Regions from separate parts of the Anser cygnoides genome. Here region 1 is linked to region 2. A link is a contact called in public Hi-C data. All regions are on one chromosome and are shown on one strand. Each heading gives the region's core, a stretch centred on a gene start, on an enhancer-like site or on the middle of the called end of the contact. The rest is flanking DNA. Distances are from core to core; before and after follow the strand shown.

What was found. A called contact is a pair of places that touch in the nucleus more often than the background predicts.
Region 1: a contact with region 2 is called in a Hi-C map of liver, with 3 times the contacts expected there. The contact joins the promoter of STX17 here to the enhancer-like site in region 2. A contact is called at or near these places in 2 of 7 Hi-C or Micro-C datasets (both in liver).

What each region holds. Positions count from the first base shown.
Region 1 is chr2:99,308,268-99,311,019 of Taihu_goose_T2T_genome, reverse strand. It overlaps STX17 (syntaxin 17), which reads left to right and starts at 1,417. Exons shown (of 8, transcript XM_066992692.1): 1 at 1,417-1,625.
Region 2 is chr2:99,269,217-99,271,916 of Taihu_goose_T2T_genome, reverse strand. It overlaps ERP44 (endoplasmic reticulum protein 44), which reads right to left. Exons shown (of 13, transcript XM_066992689.1): 12 at 858-960. Among named protein-coding and RNA genes, the nearest start is that of STX17, 39 kb to the left of the region's middle. Within about 2 kb of position 1,431, at least 1 of the 3 cell types and tissues checked has open chromatin away from gene starts, as enhancers often do. A contact at or near this core is called in liver, where this site is marked.

The DNA.
Region 1 (2,752 bases), core at 168-2,667, 39 kb before region 2:
CTGGCTGATTGCTGCTAAGAAGAAGAATGTGTAGGAGCTGAGGTTTTTGCCTGCTTTTCCCTGTCTGAGGAAACAAATTCAGGTTTTGAAATACCAATTTGCACAAAACTTACAAAAGTGTTCTCCGAAATAGATCAGAACTGGTCCAAAGGGTATGGAGTGACAGACGGATGCACAGGTAACATAAATATTGTTCATAACATCAAAATTATCTCTGATTGGAGATCTTAAATCAGTTCTCTTAATACTATTGAGTACAGTTTTTTTAAAAAAAAAATCTATTTCAATAGTGGCACAGCATTCTCATTAATTGTTGCTATAGAGATATCGCCGGGTAGCCAGATAGTTTTCTATCTCTATTCAGAGGCAGCAAAATGACCAGAAGTGACAGCAGGCTGCCCTTGGATGTTTTGCTTTACATAGATGAAAATTTGTCCTGTAGCTGCCAGTATGCCTACCTGTAGCAGCAGCTCTGGTAGCCAGAGGTTGAAATACTGGGACAGGGTCTAATTATCAGTGTAAGGTACAAACAGTGTAAGGTACAAACAAACGTATATTCAAATTGGAATATTCATTAAATACTTACTTTCTGAATAATGTTGTAAATGGGAAAGGGCACAGTGATGGGAGAACAGAACCCCACTGGCACGGCCTGGGTTGCATTTGTCCCCTATAGCCTGATGCTTTGTATCTCCTAAGGATATAAAACTATTAGGGAGTGTCCTAATTAGCCCTATTAGCCCTCCCAAAGGAGGGCTACAAAGATGGTGAAGGGTCTGGAGGGCAAGACACATGAGGAGCAGCTGAGGCCCCTTGGTTTGCTCAGCCCAGAGCAGAGCAGGCTGAGGGGAGGCCTCATGGCGGCCTGCAGCTCCCTCACGAGGGGAGGGGAGGGGCAGGCGCTGAGCTCTGCTCTATGGGGACAGCGACAGGACCCGAGGGAACGGCATGGAGCTGGGACAGGGGAGGGTCAGGGTGGGTGTTAGGGAAAGGTTCTGCTCCCAGAGGGTGGTCGGGCACTGGGACAGGCTCCCCAGGGCAGTGGTCACAGCACCGAGCCCGCTGGAGTTCAAGAAGCGTTTGGACAATGCTCTCAGACACAGGGTCTGATTTTTGGCTGGTCCTGTGTGGAGCCAGGAGTTGGACTCAGTGATCCTTGTGGGTCCCTTCCCACTCAGGATGTTCTGTGATCCCTAGCACCCCACTGGGCAATGTGCCGGGCTTTACCTACGTTGCATGTTATGGGTTACAAACAGGATTTAAGAAAAGCTCTTAAAATATGTGGGGGTCACCAGGCGACCCGTGGCCGCCTTCCAGAAGCAGCCATTTAACCTCCCTCCCGCGGCGAGCTCCTGCCCCCGCTGCTGCTCGCGGGGCTGACAGCGGGGCGAGCCCCGGCCCCTGCCCTGCTTGGCTGCGGCTCCCTCGCCCACCTCGGGGGCAAACCGGAGGCGAAGGGGAGTGCGGGCGTGTGTGCGGTGTGTTTGTGTGCGGTGTGCGGGTGTGCCTGGTGTGTGTTTGTGCCTCGTGTGCGTGGCGGGCGGGGCAGAGCCGCTTCCCCGCCGCGGGGGGGGGGGGGAGCCCAGCCAGCTCCCTGCCAGCGCCCCGGGCCCAGCCGCCGCATGGTGAGGGGCCGCGGCGGGGGAACCGGGACCGCCGGGGCCGGGAGGGAAGGAGGGAAGGCAGGGACGGAGGGAAGGAGGGAGGAAGGAAGGAAGGAAAGGAGGAGGCCGGGGCGGACACCGGGTTCCGGCGATGGCGGCCCGGCCGCTTTCGCTTTCGCTTCCCAGCCGGGGGAGGCCGGGGCTCGGTGACTGCGTCCGTGCCCTGCCGGTAGGAGCCGGCGGCGGGGGGTGGGAGGCTGCGGGGCGGCGCCGTGACCCCCTCCGAGCCCCAGCCCCGGCCCTGCCACGGCTCCGGGGCCCGTCCCGCTGGGGCCGCTTCCCCCGCGGCCGCTGCCCGCAGCCCGGGTGTCCCGGGCGTCCCGGGGGGGGGGCGCAGGGAGGCGACGGGTTTGGGGGATTTTTGGGGTTTTGGATTTGGTGGACGTGGCCACAAGTCGCTGGGCCAGCACGGGGTGGGAAGAAAGTACAGCGTAAGGTGACGAGTGGCTTGGTGCTGCGTTTCGTAAGGGTTTCTGCTCCCTCCGGGAGAAGTGAGCTGCTGTAGTCCGCTCGGTGTAGGACATGCAGGACATAAAGCTTTCCTTACGTCCCGCATTGCTCACTGCTTGTGCCCCTGGCCTGCCCTGGCAGGGTGGGGCAAGCTCAGGCCTCAGCCACCTGTTGCAGCCATAGACCAGGAATACAGAAAAACCCATGTTAGAGCTGTAATTGCAGGTTGCGGGGCGTTGTGGCCAGGTACTGCGGCTGTTGATCCGCTGTGAACTCGCTCTGCCGGTTCAGCAGTGCTCAGGAAATGTTGATGTTAGTCCCGTGATGTCTGGCCTTCCGTAGCTGGCTTAAAAGTGTGAAACAAACAGCGCAAAATGCCCATCGTGTTTGCTCCGGGCCTCTCAAAATGCAGTCGTGTGCCCTTCCCTTATCCGGATCTAGTTTGTCTTGGTGGATCCACAAGGGAACAGATTCACGGGGAGCCACAATCCCGGATTTCAGCCTGCCACGTACAGCCGCTAATTGTGGTGGTTCTGCAGGAGATCCCACGTGGACAGCTCTTCACCCCACTAAGTGGGTGTTCACGTCGCTTCGTGGACACTTCAGGGCTAGTCGCCCTGTATTTCACCCTAACAAAG
Region 2 (2,700 bases), core at 182-2,681:
AACGAGAAGGTTGCCTGACAGACTTATATTTGCATTTCCCAGCATGACACCAAGTGCATGAGCAGAGGGGTGCATCATGGAGACCCAAGACTGAGTAAGACACAGACTGGGCTGAGCTGAGGGAATCAGAGCTAGAAAAGTCCTTTCTTTTCGGCCTACTGGTTAAAGTTCAGCACTGAGGTGCTGAGTTTTGTCTGAAGAAGGATCTGGAAGTTATGTTCCTGAAGAGATCCCAGGAGTGGCTGCCATGCATGTAACTATAATCATCTTTAAGAAGAATAGTAAGGAATCCGCACTGACAAATGCAGTCTGTGACTACTATTAATGCCACTTTTCATCTGTATTAATAAAAGTAATAAGCCCCATTACCACTTATCACTCCTTAGTTGATGCTCTAATAATCTGCCTCCTGCTTGGACTGGTGACTACAAGTCAATAAATACAACAACCTATGTTTCCCCTTAGAAGCACCCTCTCAGTACGTTACGTGGGCTACAATGCGTTTATGGTTTTATATCCATAAGTATCAGTTTTCCCTAGTGAAAATCAAATGAGAACGTAACAGCAGCTTTACAAGCTCAAAAAAGTTGTCTAGACCAGGATCTTTCAGTGGAGAAAACAGATACTCTTACACTCCTTCTTTTATACAAGGAAGATAGGTAGTGTATTTCCGTATTTCCCTCTAATGCTCTCCCTCCCTTTAACCAAAAGAAGCCTTTAACGCAAGAGCAAAGCAGAAATGACAACATTATGTTTCTATAACAGATTTCTCTTTCAGAAATAAAGTACAGCTATGACTAGGAAAAAAAACAGTCTTCATTAAATTGCCAAGTTACATGTGTCTGTTGTAACCTTACCTGACCAGGTGCTACATCAGTTGGATCAGGGCCGTGATGAAACTCTCTATGCAATTTTCCAGAATGCAAGTCTAGTACAAATTGCTTCAGTTTACCTGGAACTCTGGAACAAATTAAACAAACACCCACGTGTTTATTAGAAGTTAAGTCCAAACACAGAAGACAAAGTGTACTGTTTAGAGTAGCCAACTTCTGTTCATCTGGCACACTATGTTCACTTTCAAGGGATTAATAGAGGACAGAAAGCAAATGGTTTGTTAAGGTATCCTACCAGCTTCTTTTTCTTTCCACTGTCTCTCGAGAACACAGCAAGTATTTCATCTTTTCAATAACTCCCACCGCGTCGTACTAGCCAATAACTTCATTGTAGACTCACTTCAGCTCCCCACTAACCATAATGTAAGGGAGAACAGCAGGCTCCAAGTGCACAGTTTACAGATACAAATGACAGTTGGGTAGCAGTATTGACAAAACATCTTTGAAAGGTTCTCTACTGCCTGAGTAACTGCATATACACTAGAGATAAGCACTAAGAGGATATCAATTTAAATCTAATCTGAAATCATCTACTGTCACCCACAGCAAACGTGCTAAACTACAGCATCCGATTTTATTTGCGAGATGTCAAATAGACTAAAAAGCTTAAAAGGAGGAGTTGATCTAATAAGCATCAAGGATGAGATTAAAAAAAATCAACACGAGCAGCACACGTGCAATCAAAAGATTGCTTACGGAGCTAAAAGATGGAGACAGGTTTAGTAGGGAGCCCTTCATTAGGCCAATTAGGGAAGTGGGACAAAGTGGGGTGAGGCTGGCTACCAGCTGTATTCCAGATCATTATTCAACTCTACGGACAAAAAGTAGCGTAAGGCCGAGTCAGAGGGTATCAGCGCAGCAGTGCCGCTAACTGTAAGCGAGCGGTAGCACTTTGAGGGACCTCTTCCCTTCCTAGGCAGGATCAGGAATTAGCGCTGAGGTAGAGAAGGGCGTTCATTTCAGCCCAGCTGTACAAACAGCAGGATCGCTGCTCCTTGGGCTCCTAGGAGCCTACGGGTCAGCCATGCTGCTGACAACATTCCTCTCCAACCTCTTCTCCTCCCCTAACGCAGCAAGGGCATTTGGTGCCTACAGCCCCTTGTAGCTCCCCAGTTCTCTCTGAAAAACTCCAGCTGATTTGTTGAACAGTCCCTGTTATCACTTCCAACCTGCAACAGCAGGCTGAATAGGGCCAAGTGGCCAAAGCAGGAGGAAAAAATGCTGCGTGAAGGTCTGATTTGCCTCTGAAGTGGCTGTTCTCCAAATCGCAACTCTCTAAAGAGGACAGCAGCAATACCAGTTGAGGAAATCAAAGTGTGGGTATCCAAACCCTACAGGTTGGTGGCAGCAGTGATATTACAAGAAAGAAAAGTCTGGGGAAAAAAAAAAAGACCAGAAAAATGTACTAAAATGGCAGAAATCCTCACAGGTGAAGAAAAGTCTTAGCATTAAGATTTTAAATGATCTCCAAGCACTCTTCATTTCCAAACCGTTTGTTACATACTTCTAAGTACCAGCTCAATCTCCCAGAGCAAGACTGAATAATTATTTATCACCAAGCAACTGTCTCCAATCCTGACATCTCTCTCATCTTCATTTGTATGTAACAACTGGTATACAAACAGGCAAGTAGCTGTCATTATTCTGATAGTGTTTCACAGAAACAGAACGTGTAAAATACATAACGTGAAAGTCGAAACTAAACATCTCTATTACCCCTCTGTAAGAGATAATGATTTATTTTAGGACTGTTTTCAAAGTGACAATGAAAAGAGCGCTTTAAAAATGCAAATTACACTTTTTTTTT